4 separate regions of the Zea mays genome follow, and regions 2, 3 and 4 are each linked to region 1. A link is a contact called in public Hi-C data. All regions are on one chromosome and are shown on one strand. The core of a region is the stretch at or near the end of the contact, and the rest is flanking DNA. Distances in the headings are between cores, read along the strand shown.

Region 1 (7,573 bases), core at 3,497-5,996:
TACTTAGTAACTGCTAATAAAACTTTGACCAACTAAAAGCAATGTTCAACTCTAACCATCCTTTTTGGTAAGCCTTACACTTCACATGAGCTCCCACCTTTGGCGAGTTCATGCACATTATTCCTCACAACTTGTTGAGCGATGAACGTATGTGAGCTCATTCTTGCTGTCTCACTTCCCATAGGTCAAGAGCAGGTACCGCAGGATGAGGCGCATGGAGGATGCTATGACGAGTTCGTGAGAGGTCTAGGCCATCGTCTCCCAGTCAACTTTAGGGTTGCTGGATCATTGTCTTTATATGATGTATTTATTTATTTATTTTGTACATAACTCCTATTATATAGTAAAGACGTGACATTCGTTTCTGTACCATGATTCATCATATGTGTGAGACTTGTCCTAACACACCTGGTGATTATTTCGCGCCCGGGTTTTGGATCCCTAAAACTTGGGTGTGACACCTACTATTACATGACTTATCTGATTCTATGTTCATGTTGATTTTTTATGATTTTTACCAACTCAATTTTTATAGAAGCGGGCTGAAAAGTTAAGTGTTTGACAGTTCGTAGCGGCTTTTAGTGGCCAGAAGATGTAAAAAGGTGAAACAAACAGGGCCAAAGGAGACAACGACGATTGGTGGCGTGCTGCTACAGTAAACATGATGAGCGTGTTTATTCTTATAGCATCTACACCAATAAACTCTAAAATAGAGTACTAAAATTTGAAATAGTACCGTATTTTAAGTGTTTAGGACATCAAAAGAAATTTTTACTTAAACAATTAAGCCTTAAAATAATGCTATTTAGAAAATAAATCATATTTTTAGGAAATAAATGGTTGGTGAAACAAGGATAGAGCTCATATGAGAGCATCTACAACAAGAGCCCTAAACAATGTCTTATTATGAAATATAGTAACACCAAAAACATACTACAACGGTGACCATATTTTACAAAAATTCATTAAACGATTATAGGACTCAATCCCTGAGGTTTATCTCATATACTAGAGCAATATTCTCATTTTATAACTATTCCTAACCTTTTATTTCTAAAATAACATGATTTTATTTCCTAATAATTGATATATGTCTTAACTGTTGAAACTTCAAACATTTTTTTGGCCCTAAACACTTTAAATTAGGTCCTATTTTAATTTTGAGGACTCAAATATAGAATTTCTTGTTGAAGATGCTATGAGGTACTATATTTAGGATCCGAGAGATCGAGTCATATAATCATTTGATGAAATTTTATAAAATAGGATCGTTGTTGCAACAATGTTTTATGGTTTTGAGTCCTATATTTAAATTAGTGTCACGTTTAGAGCCTCTCTTGGAGGTGCGCTTAGGTCACAAAGTAATAAATTTTTTAACATTAAAAAAATCAATCTAGAGTAACCTACCTTTACTATTGGATAACATACAAAGCCAGAATAAAAGGATGCAAGCGGGTTATTTGGAAAATTAAATCACCAAAGGAGCAAAACGGAGTTATCCAATTTAAAACTTAGGCTCCTTAGTAGAGCTTTTGCATCACCGGCTCTACCTATAGCTCTGACTCATGTAAAAAACAGCATATTCCTTGTTCTCAGGATGAGTCTCTGGAGGAGCAACTCATTTAGTTGGAAACATAACTCCTATTTTTATGGTAGAGGAAATGACATGAGAGAGCTAGAGAAGCCTCTTTTTTTGTCTCATCTTCTCTCATTTTCTAGGGGTGGCTCCTTCTATTTTTACGGAGAAAACAGTGGAATCTGCCGTGTGATAGATTTTTTGAAAGATCTGTTTAGAGAGCCATTGAAAGAGCTCTAACAGAGACGGCATAAAGATACTCCAGGTTATGTCCAGTTACTTTGCTTCTGTTGCTCACCGGTATTGGTTCCTATCACTATCAGCTTTGCCACTTGCATCTTGTTCCTTTGTCCTTCCACCGCTAGTCCATAGAAAATCAACTAATTCACTAATCACAAGCTGATATCTTACGCAGAAACCAGCAAAGTGCCAAGATTAAGTGGCTGACTGGCTGTGATATCACCCTGTACGGTAGAGCACCACAAATTTATAAAGGTGCGGGATTAGTTATAGAACAACACATGGATCCACCTCTCTTTATTTTAATTAACGAGGAGTTTGAATCGAATAGATATACTTTCTTAGGTTATTTTGTCTAACATTCCTACCGCGTATCCTAGGTTTTTTGGGAGTAGTGGGTCGTTGCAACACTCGTATGTAATATTCTAAAAACATGATCGCCCACACACTCGAAAAACCCAAGAGGCCCCTAATAGCTCTAGGTGGCCCCAATACCCCTGAACAACCTCGAGGTTGCCGACGGCCCCGTAGGACTTTGTAGGGATCTAATGTCCAGGCAAATTTAATATGTTCCTAGGATTTCTTTAGTTTTATTAAATATAATATAAGACATGTTTATATTAAATCTAGCAATCCCCACCAAAATACTAGGACACTTATGTAATATTCTCACTTCCGAGTCATTTAATATACTAGTGTTTCCGTAGAGACAATCAAGCTACACATCTATCTAGAATATAGGTTACACTTCTTCCCAATTATATAATAGACTATGCCTTGAATTGATAGTTTTATATGAAATAAGTTTCACCAAAGCTCTTTACTAGTACTAGTTTGATAAAAGTCTCCCCACTGGTTAAAGCATATAAGTCAAACTCTATAATCTTTCATGAGTATATAAAAGATCATCCAAATCTCACAAACTGTGACTGACATTCGAACCCATATAGGTGTGTTTCTCAAAAGATGTCCATTAGGACAACATATTTGCTTCAACAAGCCACTTTGAAACACATCAAGTACAAACCAACATGCCTCACAGAAGAAAAAGACATACATATGAGATAGAACTAGTAAGGGTCTTTCCTCTTAGTCTACCACCATCTTGTTTTACAATCCTACTTCATATGATCTCTGATCACATAGGATTGGTCTCCGCGGTTATAGGCTTCATGTGGGTCTCAAGCACTCGATGCACAAACTGTCACATCACATGACAACCACTTAGTAAATTTATCTACCATGTTTCTAGACAAATGGTATAATTCAATGCTATCACTTTGGAGTTTCTTAATTTTATAACAAGTTTTAATCGCCTCTTCACATGCCTTGTGGACTTCATGCTATGTTTAGAACCGTTCACTTTGATTATCATAGATTAGTTATCTTAATTCATAGAAGTAGCTGGTATAAGTTTTTTCAACTATCAGTAAATCCATGAAGAGTTCTGTGAACACAAGGTAGGTATGTGCTCTTGTGGTTCAAGTTTGTGATAAATGATTGTCAACAGAGTAACATCTTAATTGATTATGGTGCTCACATCCATGATCCATGAGTGACGTCCATGATCCACGGGCACCACAAACCCGCGAGCACACATATACCCACAAAAAATATACTCACCTAGAAATAACAACGAAAGGGAGAAACCTTAATTGATTATGTATACTTAGTTATGTGGTCCTCACTTGTTAGTGTTACTCTGCACACACATGTGCACGGGTAGAGCTTTTTCATGCCCACTATAAAACATCTGTTAGACCCAGGTTAAAACACACAACTGTATCTTTGGACACAATTATACGTTCAGACCCATGCCCAATAGAATTTGTGTCTGGTGGCACACATGTTTATTGTGCTCGACTGCTCGTTGCACCCCTTAGATCATCTCCTTCAACATTTCTCAATTATTAGGTTATTAAATATTTAAAAATTATGCCAACTCAAATTTTCTAGTTATTACTTGTAGATTTAAATTTGGTTTTATTTGTATGATAAAGTTTAATAATCATCATTCTTTTTCTTAATTATTATTTTTATTCGATATAAATCACAATCGACTGTTTTCTCTATTTTTTGGATGGATCATCTTCAAACTTGTCAAACGAGAATGATAAATTTATCCTTTTCACATCTCAAGTCATTCAAAGTGCATCGCTTGTACACATGCATGAACTCGATGGCGGCAAATGATTTCACAGTGCGATTGACACGTGAAATAGACTATTGGGAGTGTAAAACAGCTTACCAAGTCTAGCGACCGGATAGAGATACTTAGGGCCTGTTTGGTTCAGTTTTTTTTTCTAAAGAGTTTTTTTAAATATGGATTCGTGGATAATCTAGTTGTCACGAGAATATGAATATTATAGAGCTTGGGTGCGGAAAAAGATGAATGGATCTGTACTCAGGGGCGAAGCTACGCTCTAACCAGATGGTGCAAATGCAACCCCTAAAAATACAAAATCTATAGAATTGGTTGAAATTTTCACTATATATGTACACCTAAAATAAATTCTTATGCATCCATAAACTAAATGCACCACCTTTAAATTTGCTCTAGCTTCACCACTGTCCGTACTGTTTAGAATTTAGGAAGCCATGTATTTCTCTTATCGCGACGACTTGTCGAATTCTAACGTTTTTTTTACAGAAGCGATTTTCGTAGAAGCAGACTAAGAAGCAAAGTGTTTGGTGGCCAGAATCTACTTCTAGCGGTAGAATAGAATGTTGGTATATTTAGAGAGCTCGTTTAAGACGTTGTTGGAGCATAATTTATAGTTAGCTCTAAATTAATTTTATGAATAGTTCTCTGCCGGCCCGCGTACCATTTGCAATTCGCAAACTTTTTGGAGGACGTAGCGGCAAACTGGCATTCTGGCAAGTGGCAATGGCAAGTTGACAACTGCAGAGTGAGGCGATCCCCGCCCCCACCAAACCGCCGCGCCTATCGACCCAGTCTGTGACCACGTCCCACGCCTAGTCCCGCTGGCCGCTGTCGCCGAAACACGGGCAGCAGGAGCAGTAGCGTCCGTCCGGTCCGCGCGCGTTCCCCTCCCCGACCGGCAGGTTCCCCGGCCATTCATCCGTTTCCCACTGCTCCTCCGTGGCTCAGCTCTGCTCCCTGTATCGGTCTGCCCCTCTGCCCTCCCGGTCTCTCCTCTTCCCGTCCCGCCCAGCGCGTCCACCAAGGAAGCCCCCACGCCACGGCATGGGGATCGTGGAGGAGGCGCACAACCTGCGCGTGGTGGGCGAGGGGAAGCGCGGGGTCATCGTGCTGGCGCACGGCTTCGGCACCGACCAGTCCGTCTGGAAGCATCTGGTGCCGCACCTCGTCGCCGACTACCGCGTCGTGCTCTTCGACACCATGGGCGCCGGCCCCACCAACCCGGACTACTTCGACTTCTCCCGCTACTCCACGCTCGAGGGCTACGCGCTCGACCTCCTCGCCATCCTCCAGGAGCTCGGCGTCCAATCCTGCATCTACGTCGGCCACTCCGTCTCCGCCATCATCGGCGCGCTCGCGTCCATCTCCAGGCCTGACCTCTTCACCAAGCTCGTGCTCCTCTCCGCGTCCCCAAGGTAATTGTATTCAGTTTTATTTAATTTCCCCTGTTTTCTTATTTATTATTGCTATTATATACTTCCTGCTCTGTTCACAATCCATACCATCATAATTGGGAACAGGCGAACGAATCGACTGTGGCAGCTCTTGATTTCCCTGTTGTGCTTTAATTTTGGTAAATTGAGCTATACGCTCGCTCTCTAGGCACTAGAAGGTACCGGTACGGACCCCTAGCCCGGTTCCCATGACGGCAACTTTTTGGGTTTGGGAAATTAGAGCCCGGTTAGGGACTTGGAACAGAAATTCTATACTGTATATGCCATATGGCTGTCAACATGTATGGCTTGTGGTTCACTCGAGTCATGCGACTAGAGTAGGACCTCCTAGAGTAGCATGTGGACATCTTTTCTTGAAGGATCCACTCCTGTCGATATACTCGAAAACTTTTGATAATTGTGAGTGTGTTCTGTCACTTATCACCGCACTATTTCTTTTGATAATTGTGAGTGTGTTCTGTCACTTACCACCGCACTATTTCGAACTTGAGGATCACATATTGGATTAACCTTTCAAAATCAGGTGGCCCGATGTATGGGCCGCCCAAATCGTGATACCTTTATGGATGATGGTGATCAGTCATCTACAAGTACTCAGAGCTGTTAATATGACTGATACTTTAAATTTGGTTACTGATAGTAGTTGAGTGTTGTACTGTTGGATCCGAAATTCAACAGATGAGATGAGAATGAAATAGGGCCATACGGTCATAATAACTACCGATAAGGTGCAGTACACAATATATACAAGGTTACCTTTTTCTCTAGCACCAGATTGATCTTGTCACTAAAATTTGCAGAACTGAAATCCTAGTTGTTGATTGAAGATTTTTAAACAAGATGACAATTGGTGATTACCATAATTCAGTGTAGGCAATTAAAACTAGAGACTGTTTGGTTCAGTAGAGATTAAAGATCAATAATTATTCAATTTGGGTTCAAATAAAAACCAACCTGGTTGAGGTGACAAATACTCATATAGATAGTAATAGGCTTTTTTCGAAGAACAAACACTTATGTGTTCCTACTGTAACATGTATTGAAAGCTAATCCATTGTAAGGTGTAGCATGTTGTTAAACATGTGCAAATTGACCTTGCTCAGCTTTGTTGTTCACCTTGAACTCTGCAGGGAATCTCACTCTTGTATTTAGCAATAGTAGTTCCCTGGTAATGATTTGAGTTAAACAACAAATTAACAAAGGCAGTGCAAGGAAAATGCCATGATATGCATATCTGGCCCTTTTGTAATTTTCCCACCTTAACTATCTTTTTTTTTATTTTTCTTGCAGCTATGAGGTATTAAATATTTTTTTCTTAATATGGTGACAGGATTATGTCCAAATCTTCCTTTCATGATGTTACCTTGCTGCAAACCTTCAAAAGACGTGCCTTGCTTAAAACTGTAGTGAGCTGCAAATGATGCAATGCTGTAGCCAGCACAAATCTGAATACTCTGACATGTGTTGAATTCTAGGATCAACTATCATAATTGAAGTGCATCCTTTCTTTTCTAGCATGCAGACTAGAGAATGCATAACTAATGACAAAGAATAGAAATAATCTAGTGCATTTGGGAGCTTAATCTGCATTACCAAGTTTCATTTTAGCATTTTCTTCAAATAGAAACAAAAATGGTAAAATCATATGGATTGGATCTGAGATTTAAGTTCGACTTGTACTCACTTGCAGGCAAGGAAAGTGCAAGTGTGTACACTTCTTGGTACGTTGGTGTTTGGAGTTCATTTTATTGTGTAATGCAATAACTGAATCCTTTTAGAATGCTCTGTCTCATGTCTTATTTTCCTGAAAAACCACTAACGGTCCTTTCCTTTCATTTAATTTCTCTCAAATTGATATTATGTGTTTTTTTGGGAGGAGACATTAACAACTTGGGATGTGTGAAGTCACTGAAATTTTGCTGTCTTTATAAACTCCTAAAGTTGTTTCTAACTGATCCTTGAATCATAAGTTCAAGTTCCAGATTTTACATGGCTACAACAGATATAAACCTCCGTAGTAATTTTATTGGCCTTCTTCCAAGGCATAGAGCCTTCAGTTATGAACTGCTACAATAACTTCAAAGGTCTTTTTGATATGACTTCATAGAGTGCAGAAGGAAAAAAATTCTCTGCCATTAG
Region 2 (7,573 bases), core at 2,216-4,715, 190 kb before region 1:
CGTGTTATTATCTAAATTAAATACTTACCATTTATGTTAACGTTTGCATGAACAGGTGCCCCGGCGCCCTAAATATGCGGTCGGTAATGCTACTCCCTTGTTATTGTATCCTAGATAATTGTCACCATCATCGCTCTTGATTAGTTTGCCAAACAGTTGTATAAGTTTGGAAAAGCTGGCACTGCTCTTATTTGGATGCTGCACTATTATTTAATTATCCAACTTCGTACGTACGTCAACACTGCGACGACACGGGTAGTTTCATGGAGGCTGGAATGGATAGGGAGAACGAGAGCAGCGAAGGTTGACGGTCGACGCCGAGGCAGACACCCATCATTGGTCACGTACTGGGTGTCAGTCTGGGTCTCAGTCTCACCGGCATTTGGCCGGCGGGGCGCGGGGGCGACGAACGTCGAAGGAGCAAGGGAAAGGCCTTCAATGCCGCCGGCCGGCCGCTTCGTCGTCAGGGGGAGCCGGGCAGGTGCAGTGCAGGGCACGCTTTTAGGTAGGCTTTTCCCGGCCGCACGTTGTGTTATTGTGACTTGTGAGTACGGAGTACTACTGATGAGCTCGGCCGGAGGGCTTCTCTCTGTGTCGCGCGGCGCCTTTTATTTCCGGCCTTGGCGTAATGGCGTTTGGAAGGACTAGGACCGTAGGACCAGTGGACGGAATACCGGTGGCTTGTCCGCTTAGTTTATTTAGGGTGTGTTTTGTTGGATGTACAAAAAAAAATTGGAATAGAACAACCATATTTTCTACGATACTTGATAAGGGTTACATGGTGGTGATGTGGTCCCACAAAATCCCCCATCCCTCTCGCGGTCCCTCCATAAGTCTGAAGTCAACCAAGTCAGCTGACCACCATCCAAACAAAAACTGGGATGCTTCCATCTAAATTCATCCTCTGTACCAAACAAAAAGGTGGTGAATGTTAGGATGACCCTGCTTTCAAATCTGGCTAAATGTTAGGGATGATCCCGCCTCATCCTATTTTAACCTCAAATCAAACACAACCTAAGCTTTTTTATAAGCTGAGTTAATATTCTACCTCGGTTTTGTTAACGAGTAAACTCACGGGCTCAAACAAGTTATCATATTTCAATAAACGAAACTATATGCATATCAGTGGAAAATGTCACGTGCACGTGCAATGTCAATGGAATATGGATTAAACTGACGACTGATGAACTGTGTTTGTTAATTTGGTCTGTGCGACTGTGCCAATGGGTTTAAAACCGACGGTCATGTGTGTCAATTGTGAATTTGAATAATGATGATGTTGAATTGATGTGTTACGTTAAACTGCGAGCATAATTACTATTTTCTGTTGTTAAATTTGTATAAAACTAACTAAAAATTGATTATGTTGTATATGTAATATTGTTTTTCTCTAGCTCACGATCTAAATGAGTTGAGCCGATCTGATTCTCTGACTCGGTTTTTTTAATAAGCCGAGTCGAGCTAGATCATTGGCTTAACGAACCAGCTTGAAGCTTTAGCGTTGAGCGTTATCCGGCGTGCGTGGATTTCGCTTTCGAGTTGTGCAGGCGCATGTCAGGCAGGCTGAGTCGAGCACCGAGAAAGAATGATCGGTTTCCAGTTCCACGTCTGCAGTGGCCCAATCATGCCGGCCGGCGCAGGCCGCTGTGATGGTTGTGTCAAAGGAACAAAGTGAAGGTGAAGCTTCAGGTCTTGTGGACGAAAACTCGTGCGGTGTCCACTGGGCGGAACTCAAACTGGACTAGCTAGTAGTAGAAACGGGAGAAGAGGTACTATGAGAGGAAGGCCCCGAAAGAAAGAAAAACCTTAATTGACCTCCCTCGGTTATTCTACCGTCCTCGTCCAATTTTCCTCCATGATCCACAAAATCAGTTTTTTTTTCAACCCTCTCATCTTATCTTACTTTGTACACTGACGTCGTTGATGGTGGTTTTAATGATGTGGCGATCTAAGGGGTAAATCGGACTATTAAGTAAAAGTTCAAGAGGTAAATCGAACTAGAATATTTTTATTATAAAAAAATCTATAAACGTAATTAAAATTTTATTCAATTTATCTGGTTTAATCTTGAAAATGTATACAGAACTCTAAAGAGCAGTAAAGTTTTTTTTAATATATAAAAAGTAGCGTGCAGTAGTTGGCTCGAAGGCCCAGTATGATATCTATTCAGCCCAGTTCTTTTAAACTACTGCCACTTTATTTGCTCATCAGTACAAGGCCTGGGCTTCACTCTCTTTGTCCGTTCAAGCTTTCAGCGAATGGATGAAATGAAAACTACACCTCCTCATTGCCCTTCGTGTTCGCTGACACCATGGAACGAGCTGATCATTCGGCGATGTAGCCATCAGTTGTTCCAGACCCAGCTTTCTTAGGTGTTAGGATGAGACACCAAACATAGATTTGTCTTATCATTTAGTTCTAATCTGTATAATTAGTTTTAGAATTTTAGAATATATTTAATACTTCTAACGAACATCCAAACATTCGATGTGACATGAACTAAAAATAAACTAAAAACCATTTAGAATTGTAACTTTCAGCCTGTTCGGTTGACTTTAAACCGTACTTTCTTCTACTGTTTTTACAATGTTTTGTCTCTATAGATTATAGTTGTAAATGCATGTAGGGTGCGATAAACTAAATTTTACATTGTAAGGTTTAAAGATCAGATCAAATTGGAATTAGATCTATTTATATTCATTTTTAAAATAAAATTTAGTTAGGGTATTATTATTTTGTAAAGAAGTATTTGAATCGTGATCATTACCACTCCTACTCGTGAGGGGTGATTTTGTTCTTTAAATACTAAAACAGTACTCCCTCTGGTTTCCTATTAGTTGTCGTTTTGGATAAGGTTCGAGTCAAACTTATAAAATTTTGACTACAAATAACTATTTCGTTATTTAGTTTTGGAACCTAATATTTATATGCACCAATTTATCATAAAAAGTACTTTTATAAAAGTATAAATATATTAAGAGTTTATTTGTATTTTAACAAAAAATACTGGTCAAAGTTATATTTTGGAGACCATGTCGTTGTCCTAAATGACAACTAATAGGAAACCGGAGGGAGCAGGTACATAATAATCCTGGCCCGGCACACATTGATTTTCGAGATTTTCAGAGGATCCTAGCCCAATGCAGGCCGAGGTACGACTGGCAAACAACCGAGCGTAGGCATGAGGGACGCGGGTCCTCTGAATTTATGCATTTGTGCAGTTGTGTCACTGCACGTGGGACCCAGTTCTGCTCAGTCCCGCGTGTCAGTGACCCATCCACAAATTCAGAGGATCTCAATCCAGGCATGAGGCGGCGCGCGCCGAAACGAGCAGGCAACGTGCCACCGGGCACCCACCACGTGTAGGCTAGGGCGCCACACCCCCCTCCTGCGCCAGCCACACGAGCCGTCGCCCGATGCACCCGCACCACGTAAAAAGATGCACACGTCTCGGTCGCCCGCTCGACGCACCGCACACCCTAGCATAGGAGGCAAAGAAGTACAGAGGGAGGAGGCGGGCAGCAGATACGCGGCGTGACAGACACCCAGGGCCAGGAAGGGTGCTGTTTATCCATGCTGCTCCGGCTGAAGATCGTCGTCGGCGTCCACTCGGTGGTGCTCCCGGTTCCTGTTCCAGGCGGCTATGGCCATGGCGCCTGCTACGCGGCAGTAGAGCCCTGCTGGCGCCGCAGCCGGAGGCCAGCGCTAGCGGCGGCGGGTGGCCTCGTCGCGAGGCGGCCGAGGCAGAGCGCCACGGTGGTGATGGCGCTGAAGGAGGAGCCGGAGGGCAGCAGCCGCCGCGGCTTCGCCGGCGGCGGTCCGAGCTGGGACCCCGGGCTGGAGATCCAAGTCCCCTTCGAGCAAAGACCGGTAACCCCAGATGCTATGTCTAGTAATTCAGATGACTGATTTGTGGACATTATTTCATATTTCCAAACGTTTTTTTTTTTTTGTTTTTGTTTTGGTGCAGGTGAACGAGTACTCTGCTCTCAAGGATAGCGCCCTCTACTCGTGGGCGGAGCTGAGCCCAGGGTCCTTCTTCCTCCGCCTCGGCGGCCTGTGCCTCGTGACCTTCACTGTGCTCGCGGCTCCAATTGCCGCCGCAAGCTTCAATCCAGGAAAGGTGCGCCGAAATTCGGATCCCCAGCCTTCTCTGCATACGTACGTCCCTGTGATTTTAGCTTGGCCATTTCTTCCTTGGTCTCTGAAATTCTGCCCAAAGCCACGCAGGATCCACTCAAGTTCGTGCTAGCAGCTGGGATCGGGACGCTGCTTCTGGTGTCACTGGCGGTTCTCAGGATATACCTGGTAAGGACATGATCGAGAGAAGAATTGGTGGTGTCGACTTTGCCGACGGATTAATTTGTTCTCAGCTTGTGCTAGTCTTGACTTGAGCTAGCGCCGTCTACCGTGTCCCTGTGCAGGGGTGGAGCTACGTTGGTGATCGCCTGCTGTCAGCGGTGGTACCGTACGAAGAAACCGGATGGTACGACGGCCAGATGTGGGTGAAGCCACCAGAGGTGAACAAAAAACAAACAAACATGATTCAATGGCCACCAAGATATAGCTAGTTGCACAGATAGATCATGTTTACACTTCTGCATTTCCATTGAACTACAGGTGTTGGCCCGTGACAGGCTCCTGGGATCTTACAAGGTACTAACGCAAATTCTTTTGGCACCCCGCCCCCAAACAAAGCACACTTCATTTGTGGTAAGTCTCACCGACGACGAACCTCTGCTCTGCAGGTGAAGCCGGTGGTCAACCTGCTGAAGCAGACGCTGGTGGGCACCGGCGCGCTGCTCGTGGGCGCCGTGTCGCTCTTCGCGTTCGCCGCGCCGGTCGAGGACTTCCTCCACGCCCTGAGCCAGCCTCCCTCCTCCGCCACCGCCTCGTCCAAGCCGAGCTTGAGGTGCGCGGCCGTCACGTACTCACGTGTGCCCACGGTCCACGGCGAACATATGCTGCAAGCAAAGCTCTTTGCATGGTGCGTCTCTTCTCTTGTTAACTGCAGCTTCGTTTCATGATGCGTGCAACGCATCGCCCCTACGCAGGAAGGAGGAGCTGCTGCGGCTACCAGTCGAGGTGATGCAGGACGACGACCTCGCTGCGGCCGCGGCCGAGGCCGCCGACGGCCGGCCCGTCTACTGCAGGGACCGCTACTACCGGGCCCTCGCCGGCGGTCAGTACTGCAGGTGGGACGACCTGCTCAACTGATAAATACCTAGAGCAGTATTGCTGTGGTACGACGCGGCAGGACAGGACGTATTTTTTTTGTCAGATGGGAAATTTCGGACTGAACTGCTAGAAATTGAGTTCTTAATGGCACACAAGCATAAGGAACAGCAAGAAAAAGCAACACAGAATCAGAGAAAAAACAAGAGTTTATATATTCACTTTTCTCTCTTTGTTTCTGGAGTTACATCTGGTCTTTCCGTTTCTTGAGTTACCTCTGATCTTTTTGTTTCTTGAGTTACATCTGTAGAGAGTGACCTTTTATTTACAGCAAAGGATGCAAGGGTTAATACACATTACAGTGTGTACTTCTCAGTTTCTCCCCTCTAACTAATTTTGCCACCCTCGGAGTCATCTGATCACATTACCTTTTTATACTGATTTTACAACACTCTCCCTTAACCAAATTTATGCTACACGCATATCTTATAAAAACTCTCCAAAAAATCTAAATTTATATAATATAGAAAGATAAAATAACAAGAATGCCAATGAAGATAATGTTGGGTGTGTTCTCTAGCTCGGTCAAGGTTACCGAGTCGTTCTATCCTAACTAATTGTACCCTGATCGGGGACATGACTATATTCATAGATGTGTCCCTGAGGTGCTATATGAGTCAAAGGAAAGGGTTGATCATCCGTAACCCTAGCCGCCATAGTTCCTAGACGATCTGATCTCCTTTAGCCCTTGAGTGACAAAAAATGTCAAACTCTCTAGGGCGCCGGTAGACACTAATGGTTCTACCTCATCGGCTACTGACGTGCCACCCCAGCTCCTAGATTCATAAGGAGAAGGAGAAACAAGTCTAAACGGTGGCGCTCTACGCATGGACTTGACACCGACACCGACTTTCGTCATCCACCTCGAGCTCAAAGGTATAGACCATATACTCGTCCCACATCTTCTTCTACCTCATCGTTCCATTACATGAGTAAATCTATCTATCGCTAAGAACTAGGATAGGTCACAGAGGGAAATTGGCTAGATCCTAAAGTCTACGAATCTAGCGCTTCTCCCATATGTGTAGTATTTCACATAGCATATCTTTCACATACTTCGCTAACGTCCTAAAGCAATAACAACACTTATTTTAGTTTTCATAGTATAAATGTATGCTCCAAATTAAATCATGTCTTATATTTCGAAATAGAGGGAGTAATATGAGTTTTACACAATGAGATTTATCCACTGCAATAAGAGGAAAAAGGCTACACGACAAGGTTAGGGTCTAAATCCAAATTAACACAATCAACATTTTAGAAGAGGAGATACACATTTATACAATGTACATGTATATGAGTTGTGCAGTTAACCATGTCTAATCTTACAAGTTTCAGCCATGTGCAACATCAAATCAGAATGAGAGAAAACAGTAGTCCAAATAAATCTCTAAAGGGCAAGTATCCAAGTTCCAAGCAGATTGATATGTATCCACCTAAAAAGTGAATTAATGTCTGAAAGTCATCTTGCCCTTATGAATCAGAGGCATAAAGAGTGATAGCCACCATACATCCTAAAAAGGACACCTTGCTCACCGTAAATCTAGGAGAGATAAGCCACCACAAACAAAACATACCTACCAACTTAGGACCTTCTTTAAAAAAACAATGGTCTTTCTCCCCATCTCTTAGGTAGTGTTTGATTGAAGAGCCAAGTAGAACGGAGCCGTTCTGTCTCAGTTTTGTTGTTGTTTGGTTACAAAGTAACTAGAACGGAGTGGCTCCAATTAGGGAATATTCTCCTCAGATCTGGAACCATCCTGCTCCAAAAAATCAATCGGACGGAGCCGCTCCGTTCCCAGCCCACTCGCGCAGTCACGCTCCGTTCCGTTCACTCTGCAACCAAACAAAAAACAGAATCACTCCGTTCCAGATTACCAAACACAGAATAGAGCGGCTCCGTTCCTAGAATCAGGGATGGAACGACTCCGTTCTACTTGGCTCCTCAACCAAACACTACCTTATAGGTTGTCTTTAGCATTTTACTCATCATATCTCCCATCTTATCTCATATTTCAAACTTCGCTCTGTGAACAATACAGTTTACAACGCAAAATAGTGTTTTACATAATCATATACACGATCTGGTGGACACAACTTAAGTGTTCGATAAATAGTTTAACCTATAGTAAGTGAGCATGTATATTTTAGGTCCATTACCTTATATATCACGATATTGTGGAGTGGCATAAATTTTTATTATGTATATAAATTTTGGATTATGTAATAAGCTGAGGGTACATAAATAAACCCTTAACTATGAAGTACTAGTGAACATGCAAGTATGAAGTGTCACACATGAATTTTCTCTGTAAAGGAGCAACACTAAATTCATGCT
Region 3 (7,573 bases), core at 3,804-6,303, 170 kb before region 1:
ATCAGCCTCGTAACACTAATAACATGTCAGTGTCTGGATTACGTGGTGGCCTTCTAGAACGGGCACACAGCACGCTACGTATTCTAAAGATATACTGCTGCATAGTATTCTACTATATATATCCGTTTGTTTATGCGGTTTAATTTAAAAATATACAAGCGAGACGACAAATATTCAGCAGACGTATCAGTAACTTCAAAGTTGGAACGAACTTTTACTAGGATGCATATGGATCTTGCTTGGCAGCATATGTTTTTTTATATCGGCCTTGTGACCGAGTTTCTTTTTTCTATATTTTTGGCTTGTTTGTGAGCGAGTTCTCGATCGAGGAGCCAAGACATGAGACAACGATGGATCGGGAAACACAATGCACTGCAAAGCGAAACAAGTGGCATATTATTAGGCGGCAGGGATTTACCGAGAGATCCGCCCATACACCACCCACGCAATGATCACTGTTACGTTCTGCGGGCCATGCATTTGGAACCATCATGCATGGTTTTGCTTGCCCATGCAGTCGCTTGTTAATTTGTACTCCACTCTGCACCACATGGCCGTCTCCGGGTCGATCCGTGCCAGAGATTCTGACGCGAGCCGCCGATCGAATCTGCTAATGAAATAGTTTATGGGCCGGGGTACGAGGAAGCACATTTGTCGACACGATCGATATGGCTGGCTTGCTGATTAGTAGACGACAAGGAAAAACCAATATCCAACTTGAGTTTGTATTGCAGGGTGTGGTTTAGGACTAAAGCTGGACCCGTCAATGTCCTTTCTCCGATGATTGGTCGAGTTACCTGCCGCGGACAAGCAGGATGACACGCAGGACGGCAAGTGTCAGCCAGCCAGGTCACGGCTCGTGTTGAAATTTGGCCCCAATTCAAATAAAGGAAACCAAGGTTGTGAAGGGGATGACACGAGCGACTTTAGCTCCATATTACTTATCAAGTTAGAAGATATATAACCGACTTATAAGAGAGGGTGTGTGTCTCTCTTCACATGTGACACACAGAAGGCTATGGGGGCAGCTATGAACTGATCACACACGCGCTCCACTCGCTTGTGTTTCGTGCTTTTTCATGAAACTTAACGTGACGTGTGTTCTAAACAACTTCTTTTATGCCTTTTATCTGCCACGTCAATCGAGAGTAATGGACGGTGCGAGATCGTCGAGCGGTTGCACGTTGCAACAACCCTCAATAAAGGGAGACGTCCTTCGGGGGAAGGGCACACATGAAAAAGCAACCGACTCCATCCTCTTCTCAACTCTCTTTGTCACCGCTTCTCTGCACTGTCGTCCCCGCTTCCGCCGTTCAGCAGATCAAAAGGAGAGGTGGTGTCTCCGAACCTACACCAGCGATCTGACGACCTGTACGGGTGCTGGTGAATCAGGTTTCTGGGATGTGCGCCTCGCACGCCCGCTGGTGCTCCTCATCGTCACTCGTTGGAAGCGCCATATGTAGGTCTGCATTTTTTGTTCATCGCGGTTTAGATCTTTTGGGTAAATCTGTCGCTCGTTTACTTTTTTTTGTACGTTGATTTTTATGAGATGCATGTTCTATAGGGATGAAAACGGGACGGATACAGCTGGATACAGGGTCATCCTGTATCTACCCTAATGTATTTCTCTCGGATACGGGACCGGATACGAATAGTTAAGATTCGGGACGGATACAGGACGAGACCGGGTAATAATCTGGGCGGGTAAAAAACGGATAACGGATACTACTCGGGTAGGTACTAGATAGTTGTCGGGTAGTTCGTCACGATGATATTAATTATCCAACCATCCAACAAACGCATAAATTAAGCAATACATAATCATGTATATGATAGATCAAATATAGGAAATGAAACCGATAAAATTGACATCATACAGTTCAAAGTTACTAACCATAAGGACATTGTAGAACCAACACCACAATATTAAAAATTCATAAAATATTTTAGTTTCACTAAAAAATTGCAAATAAGTTACAAAAACTAATAAACATTTTATACGAAGATAACTCAAGTCCTTATATGAAAATGATAAAGTAAAGTACTGATTATGTTGAAACTTGAATACTTGCAGTGATTTCACATATAACCCATACAAATAAGTGAAAGTGAAATGGAAGGAACACAGACATCTTATAGATCTTATGATCCAAACATTTTTATAGTTATATATGGACATAGATTGTGCCTCGTTAAGATTTTCATGTTATTTTGAGGCTATTTATGTGTTATTATTTTTTGTCATAAAAATCATCAAAATCCAATTAAATCCATAAAATATTGTAGCATGGACCCAAAATTACAAATAAGTTATCAATACTAATAAATAGTCTATAAAAAGATAACCTTAAGCCCTCCACATAAAAATGACAAAGTATATTAATTTGATATTAATCTAAATGTTATTTCAATGATTTTGGTCTAAAGATTTGTTTAAACAAAAAATGATGTACTACAAAGTTATATATCTCTTCGAGCTCTACAACTTTCATATAAATTTTATCTTCATCCGATTTCATATGTAAAAGTTATGATTTTATAACTATACTATGCAGAAAAAGAAAAAACGGGTACCTGTATCCAAACCGAATATCCGGGTATTTACCAGATAGTCCTAGCTCCGAATCCGAAGCTGCAGTACCCAGGTATTACCCGTATTCATCCTGAATATAAAATTACCCGAATCCGTATCGAAAAAACGAGTATTTACACTATCCGTATTCGGTACCCGACAGGTATACCTGATCCGTTTTCACCCCTAATGTTCTAGATCTGTTCGGTACTAGTATCTTAGGCCCCGTTAATTTTGTAACATTTCGGTGTTGCGCGGTGTTTCGTTCAATGAGAATGTCTACAAATTCCTACTGAATCCATCACCATGCACCCGAGCCTAGCTGACATGAGACCATCCACATGATATGCATCGGTTGTGTTTCTTTTCGCAGCACACCAATATGTACTGTACCTGTACGTACGTACGTGGGAGGGAATGAGGGATGCCCTCTGATCGATGATGTTCGGCACTGTTTGAATTGAAGCCAACGATATGCTATGACCGTAAGTATATGTGATGATAACGGCGAGTGGGGGCAAAGGCGGACAGGAGAAAAGAACCCCATGCATGCATTCATGCGCGTGCCCGGCCGCTCTCGCTCGTCTAGCATACTAGCACCTTTTTTTTCCGCGCGGCCGTGGCGACAGCCGAGGATTGCCGGGTTGGAACGAAGAGCGCGGCCGGGGGGCGCCAGCGCCACCTTTTGGGTCCTGACTCCTCATCAGTCCTCACCCACCAATCCTCCCTCGTGGGGAACAAGAACAAAGGTGGCCTTCACACCTCCTTTCGGCTCTTTTTTCCCGACGAAAAGCGGGACGACATGGACGCTGGTGTTGGTGTGCGTCCTCCATCGATTGCTCGCTCGAACTACGTAGTACACTGTCTATTCTAGCGATCGAGCTTCTTCACTTTTCTCTCTCTGCAGGTGCGACCGTGCTGCGTGCGGTAGTGTAGGTGATGATGCTTGTCCCGGTCCCCATATCCCACACCCCATGAGACGAGCGACCTAGCTAGCTCACTTGCGCTGTGGCCTGTGGGTGTTGTCTGTTGGCTGTTGCTCAGGCTACCAGCAGGGCTCCACTGCATGGTGCATGCCTTGCCTGCGTTGTGTGTGTGTGTGTTGTGTTGGGTGGGCCGCCTTCCTTCACTTGTTGTTTGGGACAACAAGAAGGCGCACATCATATGTTCCACCACATGCACGTTTGAAGGAGAAAGGCGCCGAGCTCTCAACCATTTTATAATTTATTACATGAAGAGTACACTAGTAGAAAAAAACCCCTCCAAGCCTACGGAGCCATCTAATTTTTATAGACGGATTCGCTTACCATGTGTCAGTGTTATTTTTACTGACGGTACAGGCGGTTCGTTACGAAAACTGCCTGTATAAAACCGTGATTTGTACAGACGGTTTTCTTAATGAAACGTCTGTACAAATCAATTTCTACAGTTAAGAAACCGTCACTAAAAATTGCATCTAAATTTGTAAGATTTAAAATTCAAATTTTGCAAATGACCTCGGATGTAAAATCTGTCAATGTAGAAGTTGTAGAACTTCAAAAGTTATATAACTTTGTAGTTTACAATATTTTTATTTATATTCGTTTACAGTCTCAAACAAACAATTTACACTTAGTTGATTGTAATATATGGGCAACAAAACTATAGTCAGACAAAAAGAACGTCATATGCGGATCAGTAGATGAGGGTACGCGCGAGAGTAAGGTCGGGTTCGATTCCTAGGAATCGCGTAGCGAGCGAATTCTTCGTGAAAAATGTCGTGACTTGTGATTCGACTGTTTTAAAAACCTGTTTTATGTTTTCTGGAAATAATTTTCACTAACGGTTTTTTACGCGATTTTTACTGGTTTTCTTACATCAATCGTAAGTGGAAATCGATTTTCACTGACGGTCCTCAGTATCCGCATGTAATACTGGTCCCTAACACTGGCGGTTCTGAAAGACGACAATACAAATAGATTCATAACTGCCACTATAGAGCTTCTATGTACCCGTCGCAGAAAGCACGCTGAGGTCAACAAGCAGAGCAATAGGGAAACTCGTGCATCTCTCCTGTCTTGCTCGAACAATAGCCTGGGTGTATCAGCGAGAGATTTTTTGAAAGCTGTTTAGAGGCTCTAACCGTAACTGACCCGAGTTTCAAACATTCCCTAAGCTAATGAAATCCGCCAACTTTCAGATGACCACTCGAATTGTTTCAGACTACTAGTAGCTAAGATCTACGCGCACCCAGACCTGTGTTTTAGACGAAGAAACCTGGCAAGCTAGCTGCAAAAGTATGGTTACTTCTGGACGGGACCACTGAAGCTAGTCGGCAATCGGTGAATCAGATATGAATCATGGTCAGTTACTCAGTTCCAACAGGATGGGGTAGTATGGGCGCATGGCCACATTGCCGAGATAAGGTATGGACATGGAATTATTCGGAGGCCTAGGCAACTGCCCATCTCCTCTGTGAGCCCAAAACCGATGCCTGATGAAAAAGGACAGGGGCCACATAAATGGGCCGGTCCATTTGGATACTGCTGCAGGCCCGGGGCAGTAGTATTGCCAAATGAGGTGGCGGATCTTGCACGAGGGCCGTGCTTCTGTATGCTACACGCTTAAAAACAAAATCGAGGAAAAAAACAGAAGGAGCGACCAGGTAAGCAATACTGAGGGGTCGACGACTATTCTGGCACTTGCTACCGGCGGCGGCACTGGCGACCACTCCGCCATCAGCAAACGGGACTTCCTCCCCGGCGAGCAGGTATGTAAGAGGACCCCGCATCCACCACCCGCTAAGCTGCCCCCGTCTCCGTCCCTCGTATCCCACTCTGTTCCGGCGGTGAGCAAGTCAAGATCCAATCAAGGTAGCCGACCCACACCTCTCCCAGGCAGCGGTCCCGTCGCGGATCTACAGCTTCTTGTAGGCTCCGTTTCAGCAGATCTGAACCCTGATGCTCACAGCGTGGAGCATCATAGCCTAGCCGGCTACAGCACCTCCCTTTGTCACGCCACGAATGGTTCGGCTGCTTCGATGGCAACAATCCTGCGCTCGACAAATCAACAGTCGTCAATCAAGCGCGTGCGCTTTGCTGATCTCGTCAGAGGAAGGGGATCCTCTCCTGCAAGCATTCACTCCCCGCCACCGGCCAAATCCTGCCTCAGATTTGGGCGGCAGGATGTTCCTGCAGTGAACGGCGCTGACCATACCGCTGCTGCTCCCGGGGATTCAATTCCTTCCACTCTGCCCGACCAATCCGGTTCTAGGTGGACAACTGTTCATTACAAGCGCAGACTCCGTCCGGCGGGTGAAGCATTACCTACATCAAATTCAAAGGTACTTTCAAGACGCCCAACAACCAGCGCCTCTCTTAAAATCCCTCGAGCAACCAGCGGGCTACTGGCAAGCATGCAGAATAAATGCTTTCGTTGCCTTGCTCGGGGTCACCGTGCAGCTGAGTGCAGGGACCCGGTGAAATGCTTCAAGTGTGGTCGTTCGGGCCATAAAAGCTGGCACTGCCCTCAGAACTACAAGGCGTCCAAGACCACAACTCCACAACCACCCTCAGTACAGCCACAAGCACCTCCTCCCTCGGATCATTCCAATTTCCCGCCTCTTGGCAATTGGACGATGGCCTTCAGAAGCAGCACCGCAATACGCCCAGAGGAGTCTTTCGCTGTGGCGCACTCTTGCGGCGACATGGACATTGAGTTGGATCATCTGGCCTCTCATGCTGTCTGGGCATGGCTGGGGCGAGACAGACCGGCGATCGGCATCGACGTCATCAAGAAAGCTTTCTGCTCTAGATTTGCTGTACTGCCGGTTGACATCACGGTGGCCAGACACTACCCAGAAGACTTCTTCATCACCTTCGTCCATCGTCACCACAGAGATGCAGCAGTGGCGTGTAGAGATTTTCAGCACGGCAATCTCGACATCCGAGTCAGGCAGTGGCAACTGCCAATACATGGTGACCACGACGACCTCAAGTACCATGTTCGTTTGTGCCTTGAAGGAATTCCACTTCACGCTTGGAATGAAAGCATCGCCAAGCGCGTGGTGGCAAGCTCCTGCGACCTCCACTACATCGACGCTGACTCCCTTCAACGTCGTGATGCGAGGACACTAAACATGTGGGCCTGGACCACAGACCCTCAACGCATACCCAAGGTAACCTGGTTGACATTGACATGCAGATCTGCGTCTTCGCGCGATGGCATGGCCCCTGCTCCCCGACGTGGCCTGACTTTTAGGGTCCTTGTGCACCTGGACCTGGTGGAGGAGCAGCCCAGTTGTGATGGGCGTATGCGTGCTCCCCGTCGCTTCGATTGGAAGTATGGCATCGTGGATGGTGAAAGTTCACCACGGGACCGCAACGACCCACCCCCATCAAGTCGCCTCGACAACCACCGTCGAGATGATGAGGATGGTGATGACTATGACAGTGAACGTCGCGGTCGTAGGAGCCGCAAGGGAGACACCTGGAGCGCCAGGTTTTTCAGGAGCCTCTCACGCGCTCCTAGTGAGCGATGCCGCTCGTCATCGCGCCATGGTCGCCGCCGCGACGTCGAGCACCCAGGTCGTCGCCGAGCTCGGGAAGGTCGCTGCGATGCCGCGACTTCGACGCTTGCTGCCAGCTCCTACAGGGTACGAGGCCGCAGCCGCGTACGTCGCCTCTGGAGACGTGTGGAGCGCCGTTCTAAATCCCCTACGCGCGCCAGTCGTTTGACCCGAACTGCCCCGGGGAGCAGCGAAGGCACGGGTGACACCCACCACCCCTCTCCACAACCTACAAGGATGCGTGCTGACCCAAATTTGTGCACAGAAATGGTGAGCACCACACAACTGCAAGAGGCTTCCGCGCAGCACGTCGACAATAACCTTGGTATGCATTTACCTGCAAATGATTTGAGTGATGTGCGCCCTGACCCATCTAGGAAAGAGAATTGCTACAATGATTCTGCTGGTAGGTGCTTGATTCCAATACAAGATGTGTTCAAATCAATTTGGACCTC
Region 4 (7,573 bases), core at 2,008-4,507, 150 kb before region 1:
TCTTTTTTTTATATGTAAATTTCTGTCAAACCTAAAAGCATTGACTTTGGACAACTTCATTTATTTAAAAACATAAGTAGTAGAATAAAGTTTATATAAAAACAACTACTAGTTAGTTATTTGCCTTTGGATTTTTAAAATTCAGTTAATCTTAAAAATGATTTATAACAAGTTTCAAAGTTGATTTATATAAGGCTATAGGTGGTATGGTATAATACTTTTTTTGAAATAATTATTTTTCTAAATAACATAGTACGATGTAGAAGTTCACAACATACATACATTAATTGGAGTTAATATGTTTATCTCGTGAATTAATCATGGCTAATGGTTTGTTTGGTTCACAGTTAACTGCATTATAACTTGTTAAGATTAATCGACAAAATTGAAAAACCAACCTTAAAGGCTAGTTTGGGAACTACATTTTCCTAAGGGCTAGTTTGGCAACTCATTTTTCCATGGAATTTTTAATTTCCCAAGGGAAAATAAACTAATTTCCCTTGGAAAAATAAAAAAACCTTTGGGAAAATAGGGTTTCCAAACCAGTCCTAAGGGATTTCTATTTTCTCAAAAGAAAATAAACTAATTTCTCTTGGTAAAATAAAAATTCCGTGGGAAAATAGGGTTCTCAAACTAGCTCTAAAAAAATTTGTACTAATTTAGGTAGCGAACCAATCCTAGTTCAGATTATCAAAAACACCTCGTTCACCGGTCCACCGTCTCCAAGTTTGTCGTCCAGGATAATCATTACAGCTCACTTGTCGTTGGGACCATCACTAAACAAGTGAGCACAGGGATTTCGTGCTGAATATACATACACATCTTGCAGCTCGGTGCTGTTGGAGTTGGCGATGACGGCCTGCAAGGCTGGAACCCGGCCCCTATACGGTTTAACGCCGAATAATCAGAGACCATGAGTTGTTGACCGCAGCCGTAGCATGTGCACGATGGCAACGGGTTTGAAACGCAGGTAGAGGGTTTTTTAAACCCACATCTATAGATCTAATATTAAACCAACACTCATATCTCTTACCCGGACACATAATTTTATATATATATATATATATATATATATATATATATATATATATATATATATATATATATATATATATATATATATATATATATATATATAGGGTGATGGTAATGGGAGCCCTGGGCTTCCATTAGTATGGGAAGCCCCAGTCAGGTATATCTACGCGCGCTCGATCTGGTTCTGGTTCTGGTTCTGGCTCGAGCGGATTGCAGCGTAAAACGTGACCTAAAACAGCGTAAATGAGTACGAAATTTAGCGTAAATCTTATATCTGTTTTGTAACAGCAAACGGGGCCTAAAATTACGGCGTAAAAATCGCATGCAGCCGATCGTGCGCGGGTTCTGGCTCGGGCGGATTCCAGCGTAAAACGTGAGCTAAAACAGCGTAAATGAGTACGAAATTTAGCGTAATTCCTATATCTGTTTTGTAACAGCAAACGGAGCCTAAAATTACGGCGTGAAAATCGTGTGCACCCGATCGTGCGCGGGTTCTGGATCGGGTGGATTTTAGCGTAAAACGTGAACCAAAACAGCGTAAATAGTACAAATTTTATCGTAAATCATCGATCTGTTTCGTAACGACAAATGGGTCTCGAATTACGGCATGAAAATCGCCACAGGCGCTGTCTCGGGCGGATTTCGGCATAAAACGTGAACCAAAACAGCGTAAATGAGTATGAATTTTAGCGTAAATCATCGATTGATTTCGTAACGGCAAATGGGGACAAATTACGGCGTAAAAATTGTGCGCGGGTTCTGGCTCGAGCGGATTTAAGTGTAAATCGTGAACCAAAACAGCGTAAATGACGGGTTCTGGCTCGAGCGGATTTAAGTGTAAATCGTGAACCAAAACAACGTAAATGAGTATAAATTTTAGCGTAAATGAATAGAAATATCAGAAACAGACAAATAGATGGAAGCAGATCTATGAACTGAAATATAGGTCATAAAATCCTATTGACATTGGCATAAATATGTATACAAAATAGCATAAAAATAGGATCGCCGTCCTGCGGAACCAGCGCCTCGCATCTAGGATGCGCCACCACTTCGTGCCTAGGGGAGGATGCCGTCGTCGCTAGCGCCTAGGGAAATCCGCCGTCGCGACCGCTGGCACATCGCCGTCGTGCGCACCTCATGGGGCCGCCGCCGCGTGCGTGCCCTCGGGATCCGATGCCGCAGTGTGTCCCTAGATTCGCCGTCGCGCCACAGGAATCCGCCATCGTGAGCGTGTCCCCAGATTCGCCGTCGCGCCTCAGGGATCCGCCGTCGCGAGCGTGTCCCCAGATCCGTCGTCGCGCCACAGATGCTGGAGCGGCGGTGGCGGTGGCCATCGCAGAGACGGACGGGACAACCGCCGTTGTCACCGGGCCTAGGGTGCGCTGCCGTCGTCCGTCCGCTTCAAGAGCGCCGTCACCGCTTGCTCGCCTGCCTCGGAGCGTCGTTGTCGCTCGTTCCTGGTGGAGTGCCACCGTCGGTCGCCTGCCTCGAGGTGACACCGCTGCTGGCCCCCAGGATCACCGCCGCTCGCACGCCCTAGAGAACCGCCGCTCGCACGCCCTAGAGAACCGCCGCCGCCGCTAAAACCGAATTCCTGGCGGCGTGGGGGTGTTTTTATAGTGGTGGCGTGGGCCGGATCGTGGGCCCGATGCACGTAATATGTGTAGACTATATTTGTATAAACTGATACACACATCAGCATAACTCGTATTATATTTTGGCGTAAGCAGTTAGGTACAATAAGCCAAAAAGGGTCCGGTGCGGTCGCGCACCTGGTCGGTACGTGGTCGGGGCTTCCTATAGTTAAATAGAGCCTAGGGCTCTAAATACATATACTATATATATATATACTATATATGTATATACATATGAATATATAGACATATATAATTACATACGTATATATCTATATCTATATCCCGTTGCCATCCCTTTGTGCCTGCACACACGCAGCGTGGACGAGGCGACTCAGATCTGAAAAGGCAACCAGCGATCTGAAGTTGTGAACACACGGCGTTGTGATGGACGACGCTTGGCACGACGCAGCGCATGTTGTACTCGTGCCCAATTATGGCCGGTGCGCCCCGGACGACGTGAAAAGACGATCAACATGGACCCCCAAAGCAGCAGCAGGTGCACCTAGCCCCGGTCACCCACTTAAATAAGAGAAACACACCACCACCAATTCACTCACGAATTCCCCATTCCCTTCCCCCATCGCATCGAGAGCCAGGCCAGCCAGCCACCTCTGCTAGGTCTCCATGGCCGCCGCGCTCAGGTCCCCGGCCTCGGCCAAGGTCTCGAGCCCCGCCGCCGCCTCCAAGGTGCGCCAGGCGTCCAGAGTCGCGGTGGGCGGGTTCCGGCAGCATCCGCGGAGCCGTGTCGGCCCCGTGGCCGTGCGGGCGTCGCTGTTCTCGCCCAAGCCCGCGGCGGCCAAGGACGCGCGGCCGACCAAGGTGCAGGAGCTGTACGTGTACGAGATGAACGAGCGGGACCGCGAGAGCCCCGCGTACCTGCGCCTCAGCGCCAAGCAGACGGAGAACGCGCTGGGCGACCTGGTCCCCTTCACAAACAAGGTCCGTCGTCGTTGTGTTCCTTGCTTTGCTTTTGCTTTTGCTTTTGCTTTTGCTTGATCGGTGCCTCCGCTTAGCCGCTCTTCCTCCCCACCCACCCATGCACCCAGGTTTACAACGGCAGCCTGGACAAGCGGCTGGGCATCACCGCCGGCATCTGCGTGCTCATCCAGCACGTCCCCGACCGCAACGGCGACCGGTACGAGGCCATCTACAGCTTCTACTTCGGCGACTACGGCCACATCTCGGTGCAGGGCGCGTACCTGACCTACGAGGAGTCGTACCTGGCCGTCACGGGCGGCTCCGGCGTCTTCGAGGGCGCCTACGGCCAGGTCAAGCTCCACCAGATCGTCTTCCCCTTCAAGATCTTCTACACCTTCTACCTCCGGGGCATCCCGGACCTGCCCAGGGACCTGCTCTGCACGCCCGTCCCGCCCTCCCCCACCGTCGAGCCCACGCCCGCCGCCAGGGCCGCCGAGCCGCACGCCTGCGTCAACAACTACACCAACTGACTGATCAACTCCAGCCCAGGAACCATCTCTGCCTGCCATGCCTGTCCCTCACTCGATTTGTATGTTTGTATGGCTTAGGTCCTTCGATTCGTACGTTCGTGCGTGGTAGCACCAATAAACATGCGATCGATTGAGTTGTGTGTGCTTCTCCATTCATTCACTTGCTCTTTCTGCAGCTCGTGATCGAGTTGTGTGTGCTCCATTCCCAAATTATGTATGATCGATTAGTAGCGTTAGGGGTTAACCAGTAGCCGCTGTGTACTTGTGTCACCCTTGGACAAACAATGAGATATTTCTTTGTCGTCGAGTAATCCTTCCTGACGGTGATGGTGATGGACATGTTGCTGACACGACGGGATTTGGGAATCTTTGAGCGCTGAGCTGTGATGCAACTGCAGCGACCGCTGCTGGTGCTCTTAAAGCGATTGTTGCCTTGTTGGAGTCGGCTGTGTGTCCAGACTCCAGAGTCTACACGTTCACTGTAATAACAGGGAGGCAAGGCAAGTGAGAAACAGGATCTGTTACACATGCTCAGGCTCAACGAGTCCACGTGCCTGCCTGTTTTTTTTTTTAAAAAAAACTTTTGCCTTTTTCGCTGCATCAAAATATCAGTTATGCTCTATTAACTACACCGTGATACAGCTAACAGCTCTTCACAAACCTATAATTTATGAAGTATCTAGGACTCCGCTATACAGCTGCAATCTATAAAGACAAAATACTGAGTTTAATTAAAGTCGTCGTAAGCTGCAACAAACATGCTGAATTTAATCCTGCACTCCACTTTTTTTTACCAGAGTTCGTGAAGTTTCTCATATCTATCTAGCAGAGCTAACAGAGAAGCTACAAAATAAAAGGAGTACAGATGTTGAAACGGGCCTGGACTAACTATACACGATAGGTAGACAAAGCTTAACAGTTCGTTTTTTTATACCAGGCTAGGTCAACGGGCCGGGCCAGCCCAAACCCCATTGAATGACGGTGGGTGGGGGAAGGGAGATCGATTGGAAGGGTAGGAGACAAACCGACTCTTCAACTTTTACTAGGTAAATGCCCGTGCGTTGCAACGGAAATATATAATATCACGATAACTAATGCCAAATGGCACGAAGAAATTGAGAAGGAGTATCTTGTGGAGATATCGTGTAGCTATGGTCCATATCATCAGAGGCAACATCAGAGGAGCCCATCATGCGTTTGCCCGACCCACCAGCTAGCAGGCTGCCACCTGCCGCTGGCGTTGTTGGCTGGCCAGGGCACGGGCGGCGACATGCAGTCGATTACAGTGACCTCCCTCCCCCTATGCTTCTTCTTGAAGCTCAGGAACCTCTTGAACACCGGACATGAAGTAGAGTTTTAGTAACTTCAGAACAGACTGCACAGCTAGCCATCAGTTGTCAGATCCCATGAAACGGATCAAGTTGTCAGTATGAGACTTAAAAGTCTTCACCCATCTTCTATCTTGTATGAGAAGGACCCATGGGCAGTGGGTTCAAGCCGACGTAGGTGAGTTCAACTTTCTGGGGTAGAAGGTGGTACCGGATGGACATCTCCTCGAATATTTTCTTCAACTCCATAACGAGCTCAGACCTCCTGATGTTCTTCTCCCGGATGTTTTGAAAGTTCATGGTGTGCTGGACTGAGAGAGACATGTTAATCTTGTTCACATCCAAGATGTCCTTGAGATTTACAGTGTGGGTAGGGTGCCAATGTGTTGGTTTGCTCTCCAGGTACCTGAAAGTAAAGGGAACCGGTGACAATTGATAATGTGTATTCTTCATAAACATGTGATTATACTAAGATAACTTATTCATTGCTGGTGCCACTTGCAACTTCGGCTACCTCATACTATAAGATTAACTATCACCAACCTCTTTGTAATATTATTCAGTCTCCCTCTCCTCCTTCTGCCTCTCCCTCTCCAGCTTCCAGTTTTGTGGACATATTTGAATTGTATTCTCTCTCCCCCGCTCCCCTTTCTTGTAAATATTCTGCAAGGGTTTTTTAGCCCCTTGTAATCTTATTCCTTTTTAATAAATAAAATACAAGCTGCCTAAACTGGCTAGCATAGTTTCTTTCGATAATTTTACAAAACTGTCGGCGTTTCGAGACCGGGGGGTCCCTGGGCCGACGAGTGAAATGTCGCCGCGTGCCCCAGCCCAGATGGGTCGGCGCGAGACGGAGCGCGAAGGGGGGAAAAAGGCAGCCGGAGCGAGAGAGAGGTGGAAATCCCGCGGCCCTCGTGTTTGTCCCGCGCCCAGGTCGGGTGCGCTTGCAGTAGGGGGTTACAAGCGTCCACGCGGGAGGGGAGCGAGCGGCCTCACGCGAGCGCCTGTCCCGTCCTCTTCCCTGTGCGGCCAACCCTCTCTAAGAGGGCCCTGGTCCTCCCTTTTATAGGCGCAAGGAAAGGATCCAGGTGTACAGTGGGGGGTGTAGCAGAGTGCTAACGTGTCTAGCAGAGGAGAGCTAGCGCCCTAAGTACACGCCATCGTGGCAGCCGGAGAGGTTTTGGCACCCGGTTCGTGTGGTGTCGTGGCCGTCGGAGGAGCGCTGGAGCCTGATGGAAGGACAGCTGTCGGGGCTGTCGAGTCCTTGCTGACGTCCTCTTGCTTCCGTAAGGGGGCTGAGAGCCGTCGTCGTCATATAGCGTGCGGGGCGCCATCATTACTTGTCTGGCGGAGCGAGCCAGATAGGACGCCGGTCTTGTTCCCCGTAGCCTGAGTCAGCTTGGGGTAGGGTAATGATGGCGCCTCTTGTTGACGTGGTCGGTCCGTGCCCTAGGTTGGGCGATGTGGAGGCTCCTCCGAGGTCGAGGTCGAGTCTGTCTTCCGAGGCCGAGGTCGAGTCCGAGCCCCTGGGTCGGGCGAGGCAGAGACCGTCGGCGGAGGCCAGGGCTGAGTCCGAGCCCTGGGGTCGGGCGAAGCGGAGTTCGTCGTCTTCAGGGGCTAAGCCCGAGTCCGAGCCCTGGGGTCGGGCGGAGTGGAGTTTGTCGTCTTCCGGGGCTGAGCCCGAGTCCGAGCCCTGGGTCGGGCGGAGCGGAGTTCGCCGTCTTCCGGGGCCGAGCCCGAGTCCGAGCCCTTGGTCGGGCAGAGTGGAGTTCGCCGTCTTCCGGGGCTGAGCCCGAGTCCGAGCCCTAGGTTGGGCGGAGCGGAGTTCGCCGTCTTCCGGGGCTGAGCCCGAGTCCGAGCCCTGGGTCGGGCGGAGCGGAGTTCGCCGTCTTCTGGGGCTGAGCCCGAGTCCGAGCCCTGGGTCGGGCGGAGCGGAGTTCGCCGTCTTCCGGGGCTGAGCCCGAGTCCGAGCCCTGGGTCAGGCGGAGCGGAGTTCGCCGTCTTCCGGGGCTGAGCCCGAGTCCGAGCCCTGGGTCGGGCGGAGCGGAGTTCCCCGTCTTCCGGGGCTGAGCCCGAGTCCGAGCCCTGGGTCGGGCGGAGCGGAGTTCACCGTCTTCCGGGG

The links. A called contact is a pair of places that touch in the nucleus more often than the background predicts.
Region 2: a Hi-C map of leaf shows a contact between it and region 1, with 7 times the contacts expected there. The contact joins the promoter of LOC100278439 here to the promoter of LOC100284983 in region 1. A contact is called at or near these places in 7 of 25 Hi-C or Micro-C datasets (bundle sheath, ear, leaf and 3 more).
Region 3: a contact with region 1 is called in a Hi-C map of leaf, with 3 times the contacts expected there. The contact joins the enhancer-like site here to the promoter of LOC100284983 in region 1. A contact is called at or near these places in 6 of 25 Hi-C or Micro-C datasets (bundle sheath, ear, leaf and 2 more) and 1 of 3 datasets of contacts at active chromatin or transcription factors (seedling).
Region 4: a Hi-C map of leaf shows a contact between it and region 1, with 8 times the contacts expected there. The contact joins the promoter of aoc2 here to the promoter of LOC100284983 in region 1. A contact is called at or near these places in 8 of 25 Hi-C or Micro-C datasets (bundle sheath, ear, endosperm and 2 more) and 1 of 3 datasets of contacts at active chromatin or transcription factors (leaf).

What each region holds. Positions count from the first base shown.
Region 1 is chr9:130,486,884-130,494,456 of Zm-B73-REFERENCE-NAM-5.0, reverse strand. It overlaps LOC100284983 (sigma factor sigB regulation protein rsbQ), which reads left to right and starts at 4,746. Exons shown (of 2, transcript NM_001157878.2): 1 at 4,746-5,395. The coding sequence starts at 5,025.
Region 2 is chr9:130,677,354-130,684,926 of Zm-B73-REFERENCE-NAM-5.0, reverse strand. LOC100278439 reads left to right here and starts at 3,465. Exons shown (of 7, transcript NM_001151717.1): 1 at 3,465-3,870; 2 at 3,971-4,123; 3 at 4,231-4,308; 4 at 4,425-4,520; 5 at 4,621-4,656; 6 at 4,749-4,912; 7 at 5,055-5,476. The coding sequence starts at 3,574. The coding sequence ends at 5,217.
Region 3 is chr9:130,660,156-130,667,728 of Zm-B73-REFERENCE-NAM-5.0, reverse strand. No RefSeq gene overlaps it. Among protein-coding and RNA genes, the nearest start is that of LOC100278439, 18 kb to the left of the region's middle. Within about 2 kb of position 5,053, at least 18 of the 20 cell types and tissues checked have an H3K27ac peak or open chromatin away from gene starts, as enhancers often do. A contact at or near this core is called in bundle sheath, ear, leaf and 3 more, where this site is marked.
Region 4 is chr9:130,637,076-130,644,648 of Zm-B73-REFERENCE-NAM-5.0, reverse strand. aoc2 (allene-oxide cyclase2) reads left to right here and starts at 3,257. Exons shown (of 2, transcript NM_001147795.1): 1 at 3,257-3,614; 2 at 3,722-4,429. The coding sequence starts at 3,300. The coding sequence ends at 4,123.